Regions from separate parts of the Mus musculus genome. Here regions 1, 2 and 3 are each linked to region 4. A link is a contact called in public Hi-C data. All regions are on one chromosome and are shown on one strand. Each heading gives the region's core, a stretch centred on a gene start, on an enhancer-like site or on the middle of the called end of the contact. The rest is flanking DNA. Distances are from core to core; before and after follow the strand shown.

Region 1 (5,853 bases), core at 2,850-5,349, 410 kb before region 4:
GGAATATTAAATTGGCTCGCATGGTTGGAGACTAGGTAGTTTAATTGCCATCTGCCTACTATTGAGCCAGAGAATTTATTAGCTGTTCAGCTCACAAAGCCAGAAGTCTCAGAGAAGCAGTGATGCAGTCATAGTCCACAGCTAGATCTGGAGATTTGTGGATTGAAGCCGAAGGAGCTGAGTCTGGTAGAGTCTGTAGTGGGTGTCGGCAGCAGCTCCCCCCACCTTTCCTCTTCCTCCTCCCCTTCCTCCTCCCCTTCCTCCTCCTCTTCCTCCTCCCCTTCCTCCTCCTCTTCCTCCTCCCCTTCCTCCTCCTCTTCCTCCTCCCCTTCCTCCTCCTCTTCCTCCTCCCCTTCCTCCTCCTCTTCCTCCTCCCCTTCCTCCTCCTCTTCCTCCTCCCCTTCCTCCTCCTCTTCCTCCCCCCTTCCTCCTCCTCTTCCTCCTCCCCTTCCTCCTCCTCTTCCTCCTCTTCTTCCTCCTCCTTTTTTTTTTTTAGACAGGGTCTCATTGTGTAGTCCTGGCTGCCTTGAAATTCACTCTGTAGACCAGGCTGGCGGAATCACACAGATCAGCTTGCCCCTGACTCCTGTGTGCTAGGATTAAAGGAGTCCTGTCCTCCTCTTTCTGCTTGTGTGTACCAGCCTGTTGGTGGCACGGCTCACATTCAGGACAAGGCTTCCTTCCTAAGCTGTTCTGCCATGTGTCAGTAATCTCCAGAAAACGCCTTCAAGGGCACACAAGAGCCTTGCTGTACCAATCACGTAACATTTCTCAATCCAGACACTGTGACAAGCAAAGTAACTGTCACACAGAGACTGTCCTGGAAGGGGTTGTCATCACTGGATCACACTGCAGACTCATCAGTCAGCTCACCTGAGTTTAGAACATGTTCTACAGATAAAAATCTAGAAAATCATTTAAGGACAGCTTTTTTAAATAAATAAATAAATAAATAAATACTTGTTTTTTCTTTCAGTAAATACTTATGTAAGGCTTTCTGATCATTGACCAGATAGCTCTGGACAGTCCAGTCAGTCCAGTGCATTGCAGCCAAATGCAGCCTCTGCAGCTCTCAATTACTGTAGACAGGGTGCCCCTTGTTGTGGATACCCAGGCAGGCTGCTCCCACTGCTGTAATAGCCAGTGAGACTAACAGACTGGGGGAAAGGTCTAAAAGTTAAGAAAATCAAAAGTATATAGCTAATTGTACAAGCCACCCGACAGTGCCTTCATTATACCCTGCCTGAAGACTGCAAAGTGAACCCTGAGTCTTCAATAGCAAGTGAGCCAAGAACATAAACACAAGGAGAGCCAGCTAGCAGACCCAGAGCTGGGGAGATAGTTAGCTTCATGGATAATGCCTTACCTGCTAGATTAACAAGCCAGCTTTTTAATGCCAGTGTGCAGTGCCAAGGGCATGCAGCGTCTGGCACATCAGTGCACGCTGGTGGCATCTGTCTAGATTGTTCCTCCTGGGGAGTGGTTTGGCAATAAGCACAAGCTGGTAAACCATTCAGACCCTTCTGATGCCATAGTCCCAACTATCGGGATGCATCCTTAGGAGCTGGCCCCAAGCACAGGGAAAGCCTATGTGTAAGGAAGTTCTCTGAAGAGTCATGCTTGTAATATCAAAAAATTGGAAACTTCAAGATGGCAAACGTTATTGAGTGGTCTGATATGTTTTCGGTATGCTGGTGGGGAATCGTGAAGCCATTTGTACTGATAGTTACCGGGACATGGTGCCACACAAGAAAGCCCTTAGAACATAAGATTATGAGAAAAACGGTAGGTGGGATAGGATATTTGGTGTTAGTTGTGTTACAGCTAGGGAAGTACGCGTAGAACAGTGACGAGGAAAGGCAGTGTAAAGACGACGGAAGCTGTACTGGGGGTTTTGCCCTCCACGCTTCCTGCCTGGGGCTTTATTGCTTCAGTAATAAAGCTGACGGGATGTCTTTCTGACAAAAACTGAGCATAAGGAAGTGAATAATTCCTACTTTGACAAGCAGAAGAAAATGCTCTTTTCAACACCAAAACTCTGGCAACACAGTTTTCTGAAAAGTGTGGAGAAATGGAGAGGCAGGAAGGAGTGGAAGGTTTGAGGTGGGATCTGATATGGAGCCAGACTAAAGAAGACAAGGGCTGCTCCTTGTGGGCTGTGGAGTGACGCTGCTCAGGGCCTGGGTTTTAGACAGCTCAGAGGGAGAGAAGCTGGGCTTCTACAAGTGAACCCCTTCCTATCAGCCCCCCAGTGTCTAACATTTGGTCTTTAGTTCATGGATCGTGCTTTTCTGAGGTACCACTGTGGAGTCAGACTTTAATCTTAGGCCTTTCTGCATCAGTCAGTCACTTGTGATCTGTAAGTAGGTAAGAACAAGGTCCTGATTGCCATCCCTTTATTCTTCAGTCCCTTGGCCAAGGGAAGCCCTACTCAAGGAATAGGGCTCTTGCCCCACCAGACAGTCTGCTGTGGGTTTGGACCATTCCTGGGGCACAGAACAATTACACTGAGACAGTGAGAACCCAAGATATTTATTAAGAACTCATGAAGGCGCAGAAGGGCACAGCCTGTGGTTCAGCTTAGCTTAACATGTCGTCCTAACTCTGTAGAAAAGGCCAGAGACTTTGGTGCCAAGTTTCCCAGGAGAGGAAATGATCTTTACATTCAGTGAGTTTTCCATCCTCAGAATTACACAGGAGCACTTTCATGGCAGTGGGAACCCCACAGTGCATATCCATTGCAGTTCTGCTGAGATACGAGGTTCAGTTCCAGAAGGTCCAGCTAAGATGGAGGCTTTCCAGGCATGCACCGGAACCTCTGTGAACTGTATCCCTTCACCCCCAGCTCAGTGCGGGGAGGTAGGTGTTACGCCCTGTGTGGGAGGCCAGGAACTGAGGCCCAGAGAGACTGAGTCCCTCAGATCCTCAGGGGCAAAGCTGACTCCCAGCCTGAGCTGTCACCAGGGATGGGAAATGCTAATGGTGCCCACTGAGCCTCTCAGGAACAAAAAGAAATCAGGTAGACGTGACAGCACGGGACTTAGTATTTGCATAGACTAACTTTTGAATCTACTTAGTATTAATCATGGAGTTAACCTGAAAACTAGGAAGCTGAATTTTTTTTTTTAAGACAACTGGGAATGGCAGGAATGTGGCAGGGCTTTGTAGGACAGCTTCAGTGCTCATAGGGAAGGGAACCCTGTAGGGGACCCTAGGGGAAAGCTGGCGTCCCACAGCTAGGAAGGGTGTTGGCTGCATTAGTTAGGAAATGCAGTAGAGTACAGCTTCTGTCCTTCAGAAGCCGCAACTCCATTCTCAGAAGAGTGTTCTAGACTGCCAGACCACCTTGAGAGTTGTGATGGTTGCTTTCGACTGTCAGCTTGCCAAGATAGAATCACCTTAGGACTGGTCTAAGACAGTTTCCAGATTAGGCTAATTAAAGTGAGAAAACTTACCCTAAATTCGGACAGTGCCATCCCAGGAGAGACAGCTCCCGGGAGGAGAAAGGAGACAGTGAACTGAGCTGCTACACTTGGCTCTAGGCTTCCTGGCTGTGCGTGTATTGTACCCAGCCATCTCAGGCTTCTGCCACCTCAGGCTCCAGATACCTCAGGCTCCAGACACCTCAGCCTCCAGACACTCCTGTCTCCTGTCACCTCAGACTCCAGACACCCCTGTCTCCTGCCACCTCAGGCTCCAGACACCTTAGCCTCCTGCCACCTCAGGCTCCAGACACCCCTGTCTCCTGCCACCTCAGGCTCCTGCCACATCAGGCTCCAGACACCTCAGGCTCCAGACTCCTCTGTCTCCTGCCACCTCAGGCTCCAGACGCCCAGGCTCTCCACCTCATGAACTGGGCCAAAATAAACCCTTTGTTCTTTGTTACTTTCATTGACCATTTTGTCACAGCAGTATCAGGAAAGTACCTGTTATAGGCCTCTGCTGGGTGACTTCAGCCTGCAGGCTTACCTTATTGGAGAGAGGGCATTGCAGTGAGCAGCAGTCTGCTGACTCACACTGGGCCCACTCCAGCCCTGTCGCTCTTCCTCCTCAGGAGAAAGTGCAGACACTGCCCCCTGGGTGGCGTCTGCACTTTGGGCTTGTTTCACAAGTGTGGCTCTGTTGTCACTGTTGCTGTTAAAGGAAGAGAGCCGGCTCTGCTCATCCATGTGTGAGTGACAGTTGGGATTGGCTCATTTCTGCAGATCTGGGTCAAGAGGACTTTTTCTATAAACAGTCCCATTACTTTGTCATTCTTACAATTCTTAAAAACCCAGCTGAATTGTAACTAAATGTGGTGACCTTGCAAACAGAACATGAGTCCTTTGTCACATTTAACCTATAGTCAGCGTATTTCATAGCATTTGCAGGGAAAGCCGCTAAGAACTACAGTTTTGAAAGTCTTGTCTGTGCCCCTGAGTGCCTGGTGCCTATGAAGGCCAGAAGAGGGTGTCAGCTCCCCTGGGAACTGGAGTTACAGCTAGGAGCCACCAGTGGGTGCTGAGAATTATACCTGAATCTTCGAGAAGGGCAGCCAGTGCTTTTAACTGCTGAGCTGTCTCTCTAGGCCTTGAAAAGTTTTTTTGTTTTTTAAATCTTTTTGGCCTTGTAGAAGCGTGTTAGAACCTATATTTATTCTTTTCCTTTGCAATTACCTCTAGGTGTTTGTTGTCCTCACCGTGTAAAACCATTGACCTTGTCAGAGCTGAGTTTTCTCCTCTCCGTGTGCTTCCACGCGTGCGCGTGAGCACAGGTACCTGTGCCCGTGGGAGGCCTGTCTCAGTGACTCAGCCTGGTGGCTTCTCTACCCAACAGGTGTTTGAGATGGACATCGCCAAGCAGCTCCAGGCCTATGAGGTCGAGTACCACGTGCTCCAGGAGGAGCTTATTGAGTCCTCGCCTCTCAGTGACAACCAAAGAATGGAGAAATTGGAGAAAACCAACAGCAGCTTGCGCAAACAGAACCTTGACCTCCTGGAGCAGTTGCAGGTAGAGCATATTTGCCGAGCGGCTTCCCGAGCCTCTGTGTAGTCGCTCATTAACTCACCAAAGGCACCAGCAGCCCGGGCTTTCCCAGGACCGCAGGACCTTTCCCACCCCGCGCTCTTTGTAGTTGCGATCAGAGGTGTCCCAGGAGAATCAGCCCTTTTATTGCAGAGCAGACAGTGTCCTTGCCACGGTCAGACAGTCCAGGAGCTTTCTGAGAGGCTCTTTCTACACTAAGCTTTGCAGGAGACCAGCTTGGCCCCAGATGCTGACTGCCAACAATTGTGCTTTGAATAATGATGAGAGAGTCTTAAGCTTTTGTTGCCTGGGGGGGAAACAGGCCAGGTCCTTGGAGAGATACTGAAGGAAGGAAGTAACTTAGAAATCTATCTAACGAACTAAATCAGAACAGTTGATGCTTATTTATAAGTCTGATTCGGATGCGAAGGTTTATTAAGCGGCATAGTTCTCCTGTACACCCCGCCCCCATCTTAAGTGGGTGAATGCAGGTAAGGACACAAGACCAGCACTATAAATAGTCCATGCAGAAGGGAGAGGGAATGACCCTGATAGGTGTGCAAAAGTCACTGCAGGGCGTGGCTTCTCTGTCAGTCCATTGGCACTAAGTAACCATGAATTCTCCTTGTTTGATAGTATAAATGAGAGAATGTGTCCGTGTTCAGAAATTATTAGAGTGACACTTTTAAAATAGGTTATTAATGGAGGCTCTTGGCTCCATAGAAATGTTCTCCATCCATATCTGGTTCTGATCTTTCCCCATAGAAAGCCGCCACTTGCTGAGTTTGTCCATAAAGTGAGAAAGGTGGGCATTTGAGTACTCTGCTCCCCCCCCACACACCCCCAGAT
Region 2 (6,471 bases), core at 596-3,095, 360 kb before region 4:
TTCTGTCCCCATGTCAACATGAAGGATGCCCCGGAGCTGGAGAGAGGAAAGAAGGGAGCCCTTTCTGAGCAACTACCACAGCCTAGGCACTGTGCCAGACACTGGAAAGGGCAAGGTCAAAGATGGAAGGATCGTGCGGAGGTGAGCCAATGAAGGCTGAGCCCAGGCCACCTAGTCCCACAGTGGTGATGCAGTTAAAGCATAAGGGTCCCTGGCACCAGGGGAGGTTTCAGAATTGCTGTATCCCCTTTACTGCATTTTTCACACTCTGTAACCACACCACAGAGCCACCCCTGCTACAATCTCCACCCTGTTTCTTTCTGTTGCTTCCAGAACCTGCCTGGGTTCTCTTTCCTCAAAACCTCCAGGGGGCTGCTAGGCATCTCTACACTCTTTCTTTCTTCTCTCTCTGAGAGAAAATCCCTTTCCAGCCTCCCTCTGCTTACAGCTACCTTTCCTTCTGTTTCTTCAGTTCTTGTTGTCGATGTCACAGAAAAGAAAATGATCATTCAGAAAGAACAAAGGGAGGAGGCAAAGGAGCCTGCAAAGGAGATGCTGATTGGCTGAAGGTTTAAGGATGCTGCAAGTGTGGAAGCCAAAGAGGGAGAAGTGCCTGAGACCACCGCCCAGACAGGAGCCATAGCTGACTGTGGAAGGGAGACTAGGAATAGCCACAAGAAAGAAATTTCCATTCAGAAGGAATGGAACGGGCAAAAGAATTTGGGAAGAAGTTGAGTGGTTAATCTACTCAGGTTTTACCTTCTGATGTTGATGTTTCTAAGAAATTGTGATTGCAGAAAGGGTCAGAACATTTTCTGTCTTCTCAGCTACTCAGATTGGAATTTCAGAGTCCACTTGGGCTGGCAGGCTGAGACAGACAGTATCCCCAGACCATGTCCCCCATACCCCTTCCCACAACTCCCCCCCGCCCCCCCGCCCGTACCATCTTCACCTCCAAGGAATGAGGGAACACCTTGGGCAGGTCTGGGCAGGGCAGGCCTGTTTTGCCCAGGTCAGCTGTGGTCGCCTCAGGAATGAGAAAGAAAGCCTGACTATAAACAAGACTTTTTCCACGATCCCTTGATGTGCGCTCCTTATGGGAGGCACAGGACGTCCAGAGCTCTCTTCTCAGTGTTTGGCTAGGGCTTACCTGGCTTCACGCTCTTCACTCTCCTCTACCTCTTGACCTCACATGCTGATTTGTGCTTCTGGGGTCTTACATAATATGTTATCCTGGAATCATGTTTTAAATGGTGCTTTGTGAAAATGGCATTGCTGGGGCTAATGCTGCACCACAAAGTAATCCCTGGAGATGCGGAGTGTGGTCCAGGGCCAGCAGCATCAACATCTCTTGGGAACTTGTTAGAGATACAGGCCCCAGGGTCCTACCTGTGGGTGGAGTACTGCCATCAGAATTTTAACAAGCCCTATGGTGGGTCTGACTTTTGAGCATGCTCCAATTAGGAAGGAAGCTATTTAATGCCAGGAGATGGAACCCTGGGTTTGTAGACTTACCAAGGAACCAAAAATACCATTTGTCTGCTGCAAGACCCTAGGCTTGTTGCACCAGAGGCAGAGATGTGATTTCTTAGCAAGCTAATGAACCTTTGCTCTCCAAGATGGAGGGGGTGTGGGGGGGGGAGGAGCTTTTGACAAGGATGCAGGGGGTGGGGGACTTCCTGATGGGGGCAGGTGACCTTCACAGGAAGGGTTTTGGTTCCAGCACAACTACTGTGAAGGAATGCTCCCATTCAGAGCTGTAGGATGTCCTGAGGGGGGTGGGGGTGGGGGTGGGTACCTCCCTCCCTTCTTGGAAGTTGCCACACCTAATTCTCTAGCATGCCGGCCGGCTGGGAAGAGGAAATGGACTGTGACTGAAGTGAGAGAAGCTCAAATGCTCGGTGAGGGACTTTTCTGAGGGCAGTGCCTGGAACCAACTTTCAGTGTGGGTTGTGCAATCTCCTTTGGACATCTCTTCTTGGGGCAGGAGAATGGAACCGCTAAGTGTCCTGAAGGGACTTTGGTCCTGGCTTTTCATGATGTAGCTCTGTACTCCTGGGGAGATCCCTCAATCTTTCAGGGCCACTAAAGCCTTGCTCATACACCGGAAATGATGATAGCAAGACGGACAGAAGTTTGGCAGGTTTTGGGTACCATCCCAGGTAAGCACCAGTCAGTGCTGGGTCTAGAACAGTGCACTAAGCTTGAGTGGTGCAGACACTGTATCCCCCACACGCTCACTGAAAGGACAAGGGATTCATAGTCTCCCACTGAAGTAGCTGGAAGGCCACCACTCTGCAGCTATTTCAGACCTTTATGCTCAGCACAATATTACCATGATCCTGTTCCCAGAGCTTAATGGAACTCTAGAGAGGTGTTCTTCATGGTGTTTCCTATTGCTGGGATATCTCCTCTTCTGGTCACTTGTCTTTCAGGAGAGTGGTTGTAAGAAAGCCGTGAGGGCTTACATCTCTTCCCAGGCCTGAGGGAGGAAACAGGTAAAAAGAAGAGAAAAATGAAGTCTCTAGGGTAGAACGACAAGGTGTACAGGAGGTAGCAGCTCCCAGCGGGGCTCAGCTGGAGATGGTTGGAAGAGTGACTGTGTCTCCTTCCATCCGCGAACAGTGCAAGCTTCTGCCGGTAAAGGTCACAGCTTACGACGGGGTCTGTCTTTCTCAACACACGGGCTGAGATACAGGTCCTGGGCAGAGCCACTCATAGGAGGGGTGTCTGGTTCTTTGCTTTTAAGCTGTACCGGTGAGGGAAGGCAACTTTGATAGCATCGTAACTGATCAGAGATCAGTACATTGCATAGACCTTGACCATGCACATGGCTTCCGCCCCGGGTGTTATCCCTAGATATTTTATCGTGCCCCAGAGCAGGTGCAGGTCATGCAGGAGAAGCAGGCTGGAAGGGCCCTGGGAGGTCCCCTTTCTGCAGAGTGCTCTGGCCTGCCAGAGAACAGGAACCAACAGCAACAACAACAACAACAAAATCTGGAACTAATGCGTCTGGATTTTTCCCAAGTGGCCTGCTTTTCCCTGTGGGTGAGCTACAGGGTCCCTCTCATAGCCTGCCCTTCCCTCCTGTCCCCCTGTATGGTCATCTCCATGATGGCTAGATATTCCCTTTGTGGCCACCATTAGAAAGTTCAGCAGGGTGAGCTTTTCAGAAAAGCTGCTATTTAAAAACAGGAACCTGAAAGATACATTAACGGGGGGAAGTGGGCGATTATTTGTCTTTACTATATATAGGAGAGAGTCAGTTTATAACAGAATTATTTTTGTATGCTGTTTTTGCCGGAGCAGCCAGCCTGTCTCCTGATGCCAGTATGCAACTGATTTTTATAGCATCGCCTCCGCTCCATAGGGTCAGTCATCAACTGTCCCAGACCCTTCTTGCTATTTGTGGCTGCTTCTGGTGTCTGGAAAGGAACTCACTACCCATGGAGGTTCAGCGAGTTCTCCTTGGGCTGGCTACATGCAGCCTGAAGTAGAAAGAGCATATGGGTTTTCTAGCTGTACCCCATATCCGTTCTTCCCAAGGTACACTCTGCTCAAGCAGGCAAGTCTTCCTTCCCTGGAAGTGGCTGGTAGTTGAAGAGCCAGGAGAGTGTTTCCTCCACACATCATCTTCTGATCCTTTGGCTGGAATGATTGGTGTACAGTTGGAGACTGTCTGAGTGTGTTCTTAAAGTACCTGTGAATGTGAGTCCATTCCTTTGTGATTCGAAGAGCAGCAAAACGTGGTTTGACCAGTATCAGTGATAACAAGGAAGAGAGTGCTCTTGGTATTCCTGCCATCTGGCTTTCTGCCTCTCAAACGGGCTGGCTTATTTGGCTTTGATGGAGTTCTAAGTCTGTATCTAAAGGGAGTTATTTTAAAATGAAACTTACGTCTCTGAGGATTGTAAGGGTTCAGCTGCTCAGCCAGGGGACCAGGTTTCTAGACTTGGTGCCCACAATGTCTGGCCAGCCTCATTCCCAGCAAGTCACCGCTGCAAGTCACCACCACACCCAGGGTCGGGCATGCTCAGGAATGTGGCCTGTGCATTTGTCTCTGCAGTCTTGGATCACACTATGAGAGCAGTCAGAATATCTTTGTTCTGTGTCCAGGCCACCAAACCCTTAGAGAAGATCAAAAAATGTCTTCTCTTTACCTAGAGAAGACAACAGATGCTTACTCAATGAATGGATGGATGGCAGATGGATGGATAGCAGATAGATGGATGGCAGATAGATGGATGGATGGCAGATAGATGGATGGATGGATGATGGATGGATGGATGGACAGACAGACGGACGGACGGACGGACGGATGGATGGATGGATGGATAACTGTCTTTTACCCCAGCAGATCTATTACACTTGAGGAACTTTACTGAGTGCCTATTCCATGCCAGACTTTCTTCTAGATACATCATGGTATGTATCAAAGCTGACCAAAATAACCAAAGCCAAAAACAAAACCAAAAAAAAAAAAACCCCAAAAAACAAAAAAAACACCCCTCTCTTTCCTTACTTGCAAAGAGATTACATTTTAGCAGGGCAAAATAGATAAGCAATAAGCAAATTATACATGCATATATAAAATGTAATGTGTCCACCTGACATACACATATATGTACGTATACATGATGTCAGGAAGAGGAGGGACGGGATGCGTGGAGATCCAGGAAAGCTGAGCCATAAAAGAGAGTGGTCAGGGTTAGTGTCAGGGTGCCTTAGTGGACCCAAGACTTTACCAGATCATTTCCTCTGGCATTTTGGTGCTATCAGTTTTGCTTCTGTGTGTATGTGTAAACACACACAAGTCATATATAGGCCATAGCAGCATCCAGCAGGGGCCTCTATGCCTGCTCAGCATCTGACACCTAATAAATGTTTGATAAAATGTAGCCAGCTGGGGTCTGAGAGATGGTATATCGGTTAAGAACAATTGCTGCTTTTGAAGAGTTCCCAAGCTCAGGCCCCAACACTCAAGAAGGATGGCTCATCACTATCCTTAAGGTCAGCTTCATGGGATCCCAGGCCCTACCAGCCTCCAGGGAAACTGGTATACCCCACTCCCGTCTGTCACACACAGTTATCTACACACACAATAACATATAAACAAATAAAATGAATAATAAATATTTTAAAAAGTAGCCAGGTAGGTGAATGCTTAATAATTAATTTGCTAAAGAGGATTATTCCCCTCACATTATAGAAATGATAACTGTTCCACCGGCCTATTTTACATGTGTATGGTCTTAGTTAAGATTTCTAACGTGATAAACACCATGACCAAAAGCAACTTGAGAAAAAAATGAGTTGATTTTTGTCTTACACTTCTAGGTAACAGTTCATCCCTGAGAGAAGAGTTTGGGGCAGGAATTTGGTGGTAGGAACTGAAGTAGAGGCCATGGAGGGGTGCTGCGTGCTCCTCCTGGCTCACTCAGTCCATCTTCTTATATGATCCAGGACTACCCACCAAAGGATGGCACCGCTCACTGAAGGTGGGCCCACCCACATCAACCATTAATCGAGAAAATGCTCTGCAGGCTTGCCCACAGGTCAGTCTTGTGGGGACATTTTCTCAGTTGAGGGTCCCTCCTCAACTGACATAAGCTGACATAAAAGTAGTCAGTACACATGTATATAACTTGCCTGCTCTACTTCAGGTACCAAATGCCTTTGAGTACTTAACGAAGGGCATTCACCTTTGAGTTAGGCCTCAGAGCTTAGCTGTTCCAGCAGTCTCCGTGAATAGCATATTGTTAAGCATGGAACTCCTGTCCCTAAAGGAGCAGCTTTTCCTAAGCAGATTCTTCCATCCTGGCCAACCGTGCTCTGGGCAATGTTTCTGCTTCATGGGTCTGTTTAATGCTTGCTTTCCCTAAGGGGCTAATGCCCGTTTACCGAAAGTGATGCTGTATTGCCCTACAGCCTCGCAGTGGGGCTTAAGCAGGGAAATCCCTGCCCAGGAAGGGGAACAGATGAGAAGTTTGAGGTCCGAGCATCTGGACACTGGTTTGCTCTGTTTGGAGGGGCGAGCACATGGCCTCTCTATACTCTTTTGGCTCCGCCTGCCCCCAGCATGGGACACAGACAGCCTTGTCTATTGAGAAACTTAGAGGAACCCCTCTATATTTTGCATCAAATACCCCCTGCTTCTCAATCCTTTCCCATGGGCCAGTTACCACGTTTAAGTCTATTTTCCAGTATCTTCACTGAACTCCCACAGTAGTTGTGGGAAGTGTTGGTCACTGTCTACTTAATGGACACGAGGACCCAAGCCGACCACAGTTGCCAGGATGACAAATGGCAAAGTCAGAGCTTAGATTTAGGGCTTTTTGGATCCAAAAGTAGGCATTTAGCCACTAAAGGGTAGAGGTTTTGTGTTTTTGTTGTTGTTGTTTGCTGCAAAAATGGTACACTGTTCAAGGGAATAATTATGAAGGCTGCAGGAATGTGTGAGTGCAGGCAGAG
Region 3 (5,832 bases), core at 2,284-4,783, 310 kb before region 4:
CTACCCCAGAGACACTTGGAAAGTTTTATTCTTTTTTTCCCCGCCCGTGTACCTTGTTCCTTATCTGGCATAGCAATAATGTTCCGTATGTGCTTTGGTGAATCAATAATTCTTTATTCGTGGCTCAATTTAACTAGGTATATGACCTTCTTCCAACTGTATCTGCTTTTCCATAGAGTCCTTCCTCTTAGAAACACAGGCTACACAAGGCTGTATTGGTCAGGAGATGCAATCCTGCTCGAGAGTCTGAACTTCTTTACAGCTGCTTCTGGGGTGGAGCTGTCAGGAGCGTCATCTTTCTAGCCAGAGAGGAGGACTCGTGTGTAAGCAGAGTGAAGAGGTGGCTTGATGGAGCCCCACCCACTGCCACACCCAGTGCAGGACTAGCAGAAGGAGAGACAGCAAGGGCTTTCCTCTGTTGAGTGTTCTGGCCTCCAGTGATAGAGGATGGGTTTGCTAACTGTGGATGCTCCTTATCTGAGAAGTTAACCTTCCAGGCTGAGCAGCTAGAGGTGGATTCCCACAGCCCACAACTGCTCTTTTGAGGGTCATTGAACTCATAGCACAGCAAAGTTGGAATCTGGGATGGAGTTGGCCTGGCTTGCATTTTAGCTGCTACAGTTCAAATCTGGAGATATACCCCCAAGAATACCTGTGTGAGAGCCTTGAGCCTACTGGGCCGAGGTTTGGGTCATGGAGGCTGCCCTTAAGGGGCATGGGGCACATGTTTCTTCTCTCTTCCTTCCAGCTAGGAGCTAAGAGCTTCCTTCCCCCTACTCCTAACATTATTTATTACCTAGCCGCAGGCCCAAAGCAGTGTGTCCATTGGCTGTGGATCAAACTCTTTAAAACTATGAACCCAAGTGAGTTTTTCTCTGGTATTGTGTTTCAGAAATGGAGAGCTGACACACACATACAAAGTTCTCAGGACAGCTCCTGTCTGGTATGAAGAAAAGAAACTCTGTTGCTGGCAGTTCTACTGTTGCTATTTTAACCCTCATCCCTCTATTAGACACACTGAATTTCAAATGTTATAGATCCTAATTGTAGCAAATCACTGAGAAAATGTCTAGTTTCCTATCTTTTTTTTAAAACTCTCTCTCTCTCTGCCTCTCTGTCTTTCCTCTCTGTCTCTTTGTCTCTCTGTCTCTGCCTCTCTCTCTGTCTCTCTCTGTCTCTCTGTCTGTCTCTGTCTCTGTCTCTGTCTCTCTCGGTGTGTGTGTATGTGTTTATGGTGTACACACATTCAAATAAGCTCACCCGTGAGCACAGGCCCAGGCCAGAGGAGTATGTTGGGCATCTTTTTCCATCAAATCTCTCTTAAAAAAAAAAAAAAAGGGCAGGGTCTCTCACTAAACTGAAGCTCCGCACTTTGAATAGACTGGCTAGGTGGCAGGGCAGCTCCTGGGACCTGCCCTGCCGGTCTCTGCCTTTCCACACTGTGGTTACAGGCTCATGTGGCCAGGTCCAGTTTTGATGTAGGTGCTAGGGACTTTAATTCAGGCCCTCTTCCTTTTGCAGCAAGTGCTCTTACCCCATGAGCAATCTTCCCAGCACTAAATGCCTATTTTCGAAATAAGAAACACCATTAGGTTTTGCTAGAAAGACCGAGGGGTAAATTTGTCAAGGTAGGAATGGAGAGAGGCAGCAAGGGGTGTGTAGAGGACAGAGGAAAGGGAGGAGAGGGGCTTCCTGGGGCTTCTGAAGAAAAGCTGATGAGGGATTGACTGAGAGGGAACCTTGAGTTTCGGGCTGGACCAGAGTGGAGGGAATTATCCAGAGCTGGTCTGGGAGTTGGGCTTTAAGGAACCAGAACCAAGAACAGGAATCCTTAGTGGAACACAGAAAACCAAATGAAGTTCTCAATCCAGTCTCATCAGGAGGAGTCAAAGACCCAGAAGGGTGGGAAGGATGGCCTGTTGTAGGTGCAGTGGGAATACCCTTGGACATAGTTGAGTCCAAGGCTCAGCATCTAGAACTGGGTGGGAGGGAGACCGAGCCAGAAGGCGGAGAGGGAAGCAGAGGCTGCCGTAGGCATCTTGGGACACACACATCTTGTCTAACAGGTAGGGCGGATCAGGTGAGAGCAGATGACAGGCACAGAAAGATGACAGGAAGAGGGCAGGCAAGATGAAGTATCAAAACCCTTTCAGCCCTGCCATAGCTAATGGGCCCCTTAGTTCCTGAAGCTGATGAAATGGAAGCTGGTCCCCCTGCCACACACTTGCTAAAGGAAACTTTTGGAGGGAGAATTGCTTTTGTATATTCTTGTACAGAAGATCTTTTGGGACATCATGACCTGTTGAAGATAAGACCCCAGTAGGAACTGGCACATCCTCCATTGGGGACACATTCCTCAGGCCCTGTGTTGCAGGAGGCCATCGTGACATGCCAGCACTTTCTGCGGCTTCCTTCCCACAACCTTATGGGAGTCTGCTTTGCCCACAGATGTGTGCTTGCCGTCTAGCTCGGTGTCTGGCACATGGGAGGAGTTCAACAAATATTTGTTAAGTGAATACATGGAAAATACTGGAACACTAAAAGTCTGCTCTTGCCAGGAGAATTTCAAAGCCCTTTTATATTAACAAATGTAAGAACTCCAAAATCGCCGAGCATTTGTGGATCTGAGAGGAAGGGAGGCTGGGTGCCCACAGGGTTTTGGCAGCAGTGTTGAATGTCTGGGAGCAGAGGTGGCAGGTGTGGTGGCCAGCCCAGCCCTGCAGTGGCATTAGCCTGGGGCTGGTCAGATGCTGTAGTGTATCCATCAGAATTTTAGTGAGGAGCTGATGGCATGTTCACGCTGGCTCAGTTCAGGAGGGTTTAAAGGATGTCTTATAAGAATGACCAGGGTGTAGTAAAGCCACCAGAGGGTGGAAGAAAGTCTGAGTGATATCCAATAGGGCTCTTACCATCCCCGGGGCTGAGAAGGATGGAGTGGATTTGGGGGCTTGGGGGAGGGGCTGCCTTGTAAAGAAGCAATGGCCATCCTGTAACAACATTTATAGAGGACCCTAAGAGAGCTCTCCCTGACTCACTTCCTATCTCAAGGTTTCCTGTTGTGCTTACCCAACAAGGTTCCTAAACCCGGTGGAGTCCAGTTGTAGCAAGTCATCCAGGGCATCTATGGGTGGGGAAGGGGGATCAGGGGTGTGACAGGGATGCAGGCCCTGCAGGAGATTCTGACTGCAGAGTACAGCTCGTGAAGTCACTATTGGTCACGTGAACTGAAATTAGAAAGCACAGAAGTGTCAGGATGCGTAGGGCTGAAACTGACGCAGGGTGGAGTGCCGGGCGGGGCTGGGAGCTCACTCACTCAGGGTGCACACACTTCATCCTTATTAATGATCTGTATGATACGATCGTCTTGCGGGAGATTGGCCAGGATGATCAGATGACAAGGTGTTACAACCCCTTGGAGAGAGAAACTAATGAAAGACTTGTCAGTGGAAAATGCCCCTGGACTTAAGGACAGGATCTAACAGATGAGAGCTGGCAGCGTGGGGCAGTGTGATTCAAAGCACACACATCTTTCAGGAGGCAGAAAACAGGAAGGGCAAGCTGTAAGCATCCATGGGTAAGACAGAGGGGAACTGGGCACGAGAAGCGCCAAGCTTGCTGGGGATTTTGATAGAAGAAAAAAAAAAAAATCTGTGCTGGGTGATTCATTCAAAGAGTGCACCTGTTTGCCTGGCGACCTTGGGGTTAATGACTCAGGCCTGAGAAAGAAGGACACAGAATTCAATCTACATAATGTAGGATGTCCTAATGAAGGTCACTCAGAAAACTCAAAGTAGATGGATAACTTCCTGGAACAAAACTAAAATAGACATTTCCCTTTCTGTTTATTCGTTGAACAGAGTCTTGCTGTATAGCTCCGGCTGGCTTGGAACCCCCATGATTTTCCTGTCTCAAGCTCCCAAATGCTGGGATGACAGAAGTGAGCCATCACTTCGGTTTCTTCCACATTTTTACCACTCTCATTGACTTGCAATTTGACTTCAAAGACTGTAAGCTACAGGACGAGCCTCTAAGCTATGCCTGAAAAGACATCTCCTTAGCCAGGCCTTTGTGACACACCCCTTTGATCTCAGTACTTGGGAGGCTGAGATAGATGGATCTCTGAGTTCAAGGCCAGCCTGCTCTACAGAGGAAGTTCTAGGACAGCCAGGGCTACACAGAGAAATGCTGTCTCAAAAATAAAAGTAAAAAAATTAAAAAGAGAGAAGAAAAGATACTCCTTGTAAAATCTGTTGTAATGGCTCCAAGATACAAGTGGCCCGCAAACTGAGTGCAAAAAAGTAGTTAAAAAACAAAACAAAAGTGCTGACTGTTAAAAACTAAATGTTATAAAGAATTTTAATAACATGTTAAATGTGTTTTGAGATATGCAAGTCTACCATCTCATTCTAGTTACATGCATGCACACATGCATGAACATGCATGCATAGAGGCATACATGCGCACACACACACACACACACACACACGAACACACACCAAAGTGGATGTGTAAGATCACCATGAAATCATTAAAGATGATCAAACATGATTTAGAAATGATGCCAATTTTTGTCTGTCTTTCCTTCCTCTTTGCTTCCTTCCTTTTCTCTTCCTGTCATTTCTTTCCTCTCCATTCTCTCTTTTAAAACAAACAAACAAAAAGGTCTCATGTAGTTCAGGCCAGCCTGGAGCAAAGGCTGGCTTTGAACCTCTAATCCTCTTGCCTTCGACTACCAAGTGCTGGTATTACAGGCAATAATACCCCTATGCCTGGTTGTCCCCACCCCACCCCCCCGCCCTTATTAACACTCCCTAAATCTCTACAGTGGCCGCACAATCCTTTGTAGCATGAGAGTCACCTGTTCTAATCCCCAGTCTTTTCTCATCTCTCTTGCAAAACATAATAAGCTCAGACATTGTGCTGAATAGTTGGGAACAAGACAGATACACAGAGGTGCTCAGAGAGCATTAGGCAAATGACCAAGAAAAACACTCAGGAAACACAAAGGAGATGCGTGCCGCGGTGACACAGGTGACTGACAAGAGACGATGAATTACTGAATCTCAAAGGGAAAGGGAATTTGCTTAAATACTATTTTTTACTTGGTACTGAATAGAAATAATAGCCAAGTCAGTCCAGGATGTGGGGGGAATGGAGCTGGGGAGTACATAACTGTTGATCATCAGGACTCAAAAGAACCATCAAAATCAGTCTCATAGTCCATCAAGGCAAAGGCCTCCCATAGTATCAAATATTATAGTCGCAATATGACACGTTTCTAAATGACCAATCAAAGCATATTTTATAAGCAATACTGTGGATTATCACAGTGTAGCCTCCAAAACAAGACTCCAAAGTTATACCCACCCTTAATACACTCTTAAAACACCTTGTGTTTGTTTATTTGAATTGTGTATGTGGTTTTTTTTTTTTGTTGTTGTTGTTGTTGTTGGGAGATAGGGTTTGGTTTTTCTTGTATAGTCCAGGCTAGCCTAGAACTAAAAATCAACCCAGAGTGAGGGATTTTACGCACACATACCCTTTCTACCTTGCTGAATGTGATTTTTTGGATCTTCTGAGAATGTCTGAGTTCTAATGCACTGGGCTTGCATGGGTCTAGGGAACCCTGTTCCTGCAGAATCCTAGTTTAAGAGAAATCACAGCTGGGGTATAATTTGCACGACAGGAAATGCCATGCGCTGTGGACACTTATTGAGAACCTATAGAGATGGGGATTACAGACAATTTTGAGGTGAATGAAAAGTCAACCAGTTCTCACTTCTGTGTCTTGCATTTTTCCTGCTTCTCTGGAACTTTCCCAATAACTTAACT
Region 4 (5,958 bases), core at 2,212-4,711:
TGACCTTAAATGCCCTGCTTTGAGCACAGGGAAGATGGCTGGGAAGGTACATTTTTTTAAAGATTTTTATTTATTTATCTTTTTTAATTAGGTATTTTCTTCATTTACATTTCAAATGCTATCCCAAAAGTCCCCCAGGCCCCCCCTCCCCTCCCCTACCCACCTGGAAGGTAAATTTTTATCTTCACTCCCTGTTGTAGGACAAATGCACGGTATGAAGCCTGACCTACACCGCAGAAGAGAAACTACAGGTCCCCCTGTCCAACCTGGGAGGAAGACCTTCCTTTGAGAAAGGGCAGCAGTCCTTGCCTTCTCTGACCCTCTCAGGGCCATGCTGCCAGCTGCAGAGATGTAGCTGGCAGGCCATTGGCACAGGACTTTGGGTGGGATCTGAGGTAGGAGGACTCATACGCTGTGAAGGGCAAATTCCAAATTCTGAAAATATACTGTGCTGACTATAGCATCTTTTAGCATTTCTGCATTTTTTTTTGGTTATGTATTTAGTTATTTATAATTAAACTGAAATGGAGAGAGAGAGAGGGAGGGAGGGAGGGAGGGAGGGAGGGAGGGAGAGAAGAGAAGAGAAGAGAAGAGAAGAGAAGAGAAGAGATAGCTCTCTGGATCTGGGAAGTCATACGACCCATTAGAAGAAGGCAGGATGTTCACAAAATGCCATATGGTTTCTTTAGAAGAGAGCTGGTCATCCAGAGACCATCAACAGAGCCAGCACAAACAGGTAACACAGAGGCTGTCTCTCTCATGGTCATCCTGTCTATGACGTGTATTTCCCCCCAGATTATCAAAAGCAAAGACACGCACTTTAAGGGGCCAACACACACACAGAGTAAATCTTGCGCATGTCCTGAGACTTGTTTTCTTTATTTAGCACTTAAGTTGGTATTTATCCTTGAAGACCCAATGGATGCAGTTCCCAATTAAACTTGACTGCTGAGCAGTATCATATTGCTTCCCTTGGACCTACCACCTGTATTTTAAGTGACAGTGAGTATCACTCTGTGGATGATCTGGTATATTCCCCCAGTCACTTTGGCCTTTCCTTTTCAGAAGTCTGACCATGGATTCTCGTTGTTAATTTTCCATGCATGTCAAACACCAAAAGGTAAGTTTTTAAAACTACAGGCCAGCATCTTACAGGTACCATACTATATCTTGATGAGTGGACGTTGGGTTTTCTAACTCCCTCATGAAAATAGCAGCCAAGATTGTGCACTTTACCCGTCTAGATATGTATGTATGTATAAGTCACCTGTTGCCTTCTCTGTGTGTGCATTTATGTATGTGCAAGTGTGTGTACATGCATGTGTAGGCCATGCTCTAGGCTGTCTTTCTCAATTGCTGTTCCCCTTAATGTTTTGAGACAGCATCTCTCACTGAACCTGAAGCTCCCAGACTAAGCCAGGCTTTCTGACCAGTGAGCCCCCAGAGAACCATCTGTCTCTTCTTCCTTAACACTGGGATTACAGACATCGCCATTTCTTTTTTTTTTTTCTTTTGTGGATTCTGGGATACAAACTCAGATCCTTAAACATCCTTAAACATGTGACAGGCATTCTACCATGCCCAGCTCAGTCACCCTTGTTAAAGAGAGGTTCTGTAGAGTCAAAGTCAGATTCATCGGAAGTCCTCTTCCTTTCCCAGATAGATTCATGGTGACAAGTATCTCCTTCAGATGTTCCAGATTCTACACTAGTGATAAATAAAGATTATACTTGTTAAAGATGGGGGGTGGGAGATTGAAGAAAGAGAGAGAGAGAGAGAGAGAGAGATAGAGAGAGAGAGAGAAGTGTTTTGAGGGGGAGGGGTGGAGAAGCAGGAAGAAAAGGAAGAAGAGAAAGAAAGAGAAGGAGGAAGACTGACCTGAGCCAAAACCCGCCCTAGGGTGTGGCACTGCAGCCCCGTGCTAGCCTAGAGGCAAAGCCAGGCATAAAGGAGTTATTCTCTCACAAACAAAAGCTGGGAAAGAAGCCCTTTTTCCTTTTCCTTAAAAAAAAAAAAAAGTCTTAATGAAAATAATTTTAAAGTCGCACCCTGAAACTTTGACTTGATACTCTTACATTGCTGCCGTTAAAGTCGGTTTCTCTCTTTCCCTGGAAACTGTCCTATGACGCGTACGTTTCTTGAGGGGGAAAACCAAAACAGTCCCCCTTTCTAAGGACAAAGAACGTGCCGAGTCTTCACAGTTACTCATCAAGCATGCTTAGGCCTCAGCTACCCTGGGCTCAGTCCTAGACAGCTGCTCTGAAACCATGAAAACCATTGCATTGCTAGTTACCGGAGGAGCGGGTGTGTGTGTGTGTGTGTGTGTGTGTGTGTGTGTGTGTGTGTGTAAGTGCTGTGATCGCTCTATCAGTGCTGGGGATGTCTGTGTTAAGGTTAAACCTTTATATTTTAATCTTATGAAGTCCCTTCCATTCCTCCCTAGCTGGGGACACCTTCGGTGGCATTGTTCTTGCCATTTTGTTTTGTTTTTTATTCATTGTTGTTTTGTTGTTCACTTTGAGATAAGATCTTACTCTGTAACCCAAGATGCCTGGAGCACATGGTAACTCAGGCTGACCTCAAACTCAGAACCATCCTCCTGCCTCAGTCTTCCCAGTGCTGTGATTATATACATGTTACCACTTCCAGCTGCATCCCTTTTATCCCTTTGTTCTGGCTGGCCTTGCTCCTATGGAAATGCACTCATATATATCTAATTCTGCAAGGATCTGCAAGGATTTCTCAAATACCCAGAGAGACCCAGAGAAGCCAGATTGAGAAGCCCTAAACTGAGATGGCACTGCCAAGAATCCACATGTAATAGAATCAGAGAGACGGCAGGTGCGATGAACCTGTATAGCAACTGCAGACCAAAGCCAGTCTCAGTATCTGGGTAATAGAGAAAGACCTGCCCATCCTGAGTCAGTCCTTATCAGACACGCCCAAATCTATTATGGGAAACAAGAGTATGTCATCAATACACTGTTATTACATACAGCATATGATGGTGTCCTTGAGGTAATGCCAAGTCACAAGACTTACTGATAATAAGAAGTTCTCATCAAAAACCCATATACCAGCATCAAGTACCAGAAACAGGTAAATGAAGGGCCCTGCCCATCAGAGCCCTTGATCTTGACATCACACACTGCTTATTGCTTCCAGTGTACCAGGCATTCTTAGCCCTTCATCAACTTCAAAGATCTCTCTCTCTCTCTCTCTCTCTCTCTCTCTCTCTCTCTCTCTCTCACACACACACACACACACACACACACACACACACACACACACACACACACACAAACACGAAGGGAGCAAGTGTCATTTTCCTGGGATCTATCTAATCTTTTGCAAGCCTCCTGGCCACAGTCCAAAAATTTCTGTCCTCACAATAACTTGTACATTTGCACAGTGACTGATCTGTGGTAGTCATACACACGGCACTTTAAACATCCCATGGACATGGTTTTGAAACTTCTTACTCGTGGTTTTGAGGTAGGATCAAATCATGTTCATGGCCAGCCTGGAACTCACAACAATCTCCCTTGCCTCTGACTCCCTCCCCAGTATTGGGAATTCAGATATCCACCAGCATACCTGTGCTTTAGCCTCCTTTAGCTCACAGGCTATGCAAGCAGGAGGCATTTCAGAGGCAATCAGAGGCTGATTTATAAATAAGGAAATGAGACTTGGATGATACAGGGTACTGGCACAGCTGTACCCTTCCCCGGGGGAAGGAAGCAATCCTTCAGGAAGTTATTCCACGCTGCCCTGGCTCAAAGTGCACCAAAGTCACCACACAGGCTTTGGTGACAACAGCTCGAGAGACAGTGACATTAGTCCAGGACAGAACGGCCAGAGACAAGGAGTGCCAAACCCTGGTGTCATTGTCATAGAAGCAGAGGCACCCAAATGAGCTTCCCCTCACTCCAAAGGGGGAAGCCTGGTCCACAAAACTAACAAGACATCATATTTAAAGTCACCCCAAAGGAGGCCAGGAAACCAAACCTGTGCCCTGACGCTACCTACCTCTAAGAACGCCAGGGGCAACTCATCCTAAAGCCTGCCTAAAGTAGGGAGAGAAAGGAGAGACCCTGCCCCCAAGCAGTCACCTTTTTGTCTTATCAAGCTGGAAGGATGAGTGACTGCCCTGTTTCCAATGCATTTAAACTGTCCTCAGCCTGAGGACCGCTCTCGGGGTTTTCATTGTCCCTGAAAAGCAAACATAGAAGAGAGAGGGAGATCATCTGAGAGAAACAAACCAGGGAAAGAGATCGGGTGAGGGTGTGACCTGTGGCTCCTGACTAATGCCACTCATGACTCCTCACTGAATGACAGTAGATGACAAACTGAGAAAGAAAGCTGGCATGCCTGAGCACCCGGGCCTGATGCTCAGGCTCAGCAAAGCAAAAGCAAAACAAAGCCAACCCACCGCATGGTCCAGCACCTGTAGCCCCAGCTACTCAGGAGGCTGAGACAGAAGGATTGCATATTAGAGTCTGAGACCATACCAGGGAGTGGTGGCAAACACTTTTAATCCCAGCATTTGGGAGGCAGAGGCAGGCAGGTCTCTGTGAGTTTGAGGCCAGCCTGGTCTACAGAGTGAGTTCCAGGACAGCCAGGGCTACCCAGAGAAACCTCAAATACACAAACAAAGAAACAAACAAACAACAAAAGTCTGAGGCTAGGTAGACAACATTGCAAGACCATGTCTGCTGAAACAACAACCAAACCACACTAATACCGAAACAAACAAGGTTCTATCCCCTCTCCTAGGGGACATAACACTGGAATAGGAGAACATAGCACATAGTTGTTTAACTGTAGTTTTGTTTGTTTATTTGTTTTTCTCTAAAGAAAGTAGTTTAGAGGTTAGAAAAATGGCTTACATGACACCTTGAGTTCTGTCCCCAGGACCCACATCAGGTGACTCACAACCCCCTGACCCACACTTCTAACATTTTTGGGTACCTATACATACAAGCCATATACTCACATAGACTCACATTAATTAATTAATTAGTTAATTAATTAAGATTAAATACATTTGAAAATATTTAAAAAGAGTGGAGCTTATGATGGACCTATGATGGTAGTGTTAACTTCTGTCAATTTATCATTTATGTAGGAAACACCAAAACCATAAAGTCATATATTGAGTATGTCACATATAATACACATGGTACAGAGATGGATCAATGACCTGAGCTTGTCTAATTAGCCTCAGTTGAATTATAATATCTCTAATCTTCCCTACTCCATTACAAGGTGATACACTGATATTCAATATAAGCCCATACACACATATATGCTTATGTAATATAAGCATACGTGTGCATTTATATATGTGTATCACATTGAAACCACCTGATACCTCCAAGTCTCCCCTTCAGCTGAACAAGTTAGTTCACTGGGCATTCAGGGAACAGATCCTGAGCCCTCTTGGGCCACACACATTGTTTGCTCAACCTGTAAACATGTAATTATTTAACTTGCCTTCTAAAATAGCACCACGCCCTGGATATGATGCAAACTCCAGCATTACAAGATAAGTTCTGTCTCAAGTTTCTGCTCGTTAACAGTGCCTGAAGTATTTGCTCATAGGCTCGGGGGCCGAGGCAGAAGTAAACAGTCAGGCCAGCACTACAGGGATGCCCGGGTTACAAAACCCACTTTCTTCTATTGTGAAATCAATGAATGAAGTTCAGAGGGACTCCTGGACAGATGGCTTCATCCCACACCACACTGGTCAAAAGACACCTCTGGCCACCTTCCTGACCCCAATACCCAGGTCATTCTCCCTGCCCCTGGTATCCGTGGCAAGCCTGGGCAACCTCCCAGCAGGGCCTCTTCTATTGCATGTCTTTTGTCTGCATCCGGTCCAATGGATGACATCAACCTGCTTTCCTCCAATAGGCATTGCTCTCCAAGGGCCTTCACATGGGGGGTTGACCTGCC

What was found. Hi-C and Micro-C count contacts between places; a contact is called where the count stands out from the background.
Region 1: a Hi-C map of liver shows a contact between it and region 4, with 7 times the contacts expected there. The contact joins two enhancer-like sites. A contact is called at or near these places in 2 of 484 Hi-C or Micro-C datasets (both in liver).
Region 2: a Hi-C map of bone marrow-derived macrophages shows a contact between it and region 4, with 23 read pairs. The contact joins two enhancer-like sites. A contact is called at or near these places in 3 of 15 datasets of contacts at CTCF or cohesin (the NIH/3T3 cell line, large pre-B cells and pro-B cells), 7 of 484 Hi-C or Micro-C datasets (bone marrow-derived macrophages, cumulus cells, erythroblasts and 3 more), 5 of 115 datasets of contacts at active chromatin or transcription factors (bone marrow-derived macrophages, embryonic basal ganglia and embryonic stem cells) and 1 of 9 other capture datasets (embryonic stem cells).
Region 3: a Hi-C map of bone marrow-derived macrophages shows a contact between it and region 4, with 22 read pairs. The contact joins two enhancer-like sites. A contact is called at or near these places in 1 of 15 datasets of contacts at CTCF or cohesin (the NIH/3T3 cell line), 2 of 484 Hi-C or Micro-C datasets (bone marrow-derived macrophages and epidermal suprabasal cells) and 4 of 115 datasets of contacts at active chromatin or transcription factors (double positive thymocytes and embryonic stem cells).

What each region holds. Positions count from the first base shown.
Region 1 is chr5:64,340,437-64,346,289 of GRCm38.p6, forward strand. Tbc1d1 (TBC1 domain family, member 1) reads left to right here. Exons shown (of 22, transcript NM_001310611.1): 21 at 4,816-4,989. Among named protein-coding and RNA genes, the nearest start is that of Gm43837, 35 kb to the right of the region's middle. Within about 2 kb of position 4,100, at least 168 of the 459 cell types and tissues checked have an H3K27ac peak or open chromatin away from gene starts, as enhancers often do. A contact at or near this core is called in liver, where this site is marked.
Region 2 is chr5:64,389,741-64,396,211 of GRCm38.p6, forward strand. Gm43837 (a long non-coding RNA gene) reads left to right here. Exons shown (of 3, transcript XR_003955925.1): 3 at 1-135. Among named protein-coding and RNA genes, the nearest start is that of Gm43837, 15 kb to the left of the region's middle. Within about 2 kb of position 1,846, at least 53 of the 459 cell types and tissues checked have an H3K27ac peak or open chromatin away from gene starts, as enhancers often do. A contact at or near this core is called in bone marrow-derived macrophages, where this site is marked.
Region 3 is chr5:64,435,323-64,441,154 of GRCm38.p6, forward strand. No RefSeq gene overlaps it. Among named protein-coding and RNA genes, the nearest start is that of Gm31363, 14 kb to the right of the region's middle. Within about 2 kb of position 3,534, at least 52 of the 459 cell types and tissues checked have an H3K27ac peak or open chromatin away from gene starts, as enhancers often do. A contact at or near this core is called in bone marrow-derived macrophages and epidermal suprabasal cells, where this site is marked.
Region 4 is chr5:64,747,705-64,753,662 of GRCm38.p6, forward strand. No RefSeq gene overlaps it. Among named protein-coding and RNA genes, the nearest start is that of Gm26761, 51 kb to the left of the region's middle. Within about 2 kb of position 3,462, at least 35 of the 459 cell types and tissues checked have an H3K27ac peak or open chromatin away from gene starts, as enhancers often do. A contact at or near this core is called in bone marrow-derived macrophages, epidermal suprabasal cells and liver, where this site is marked.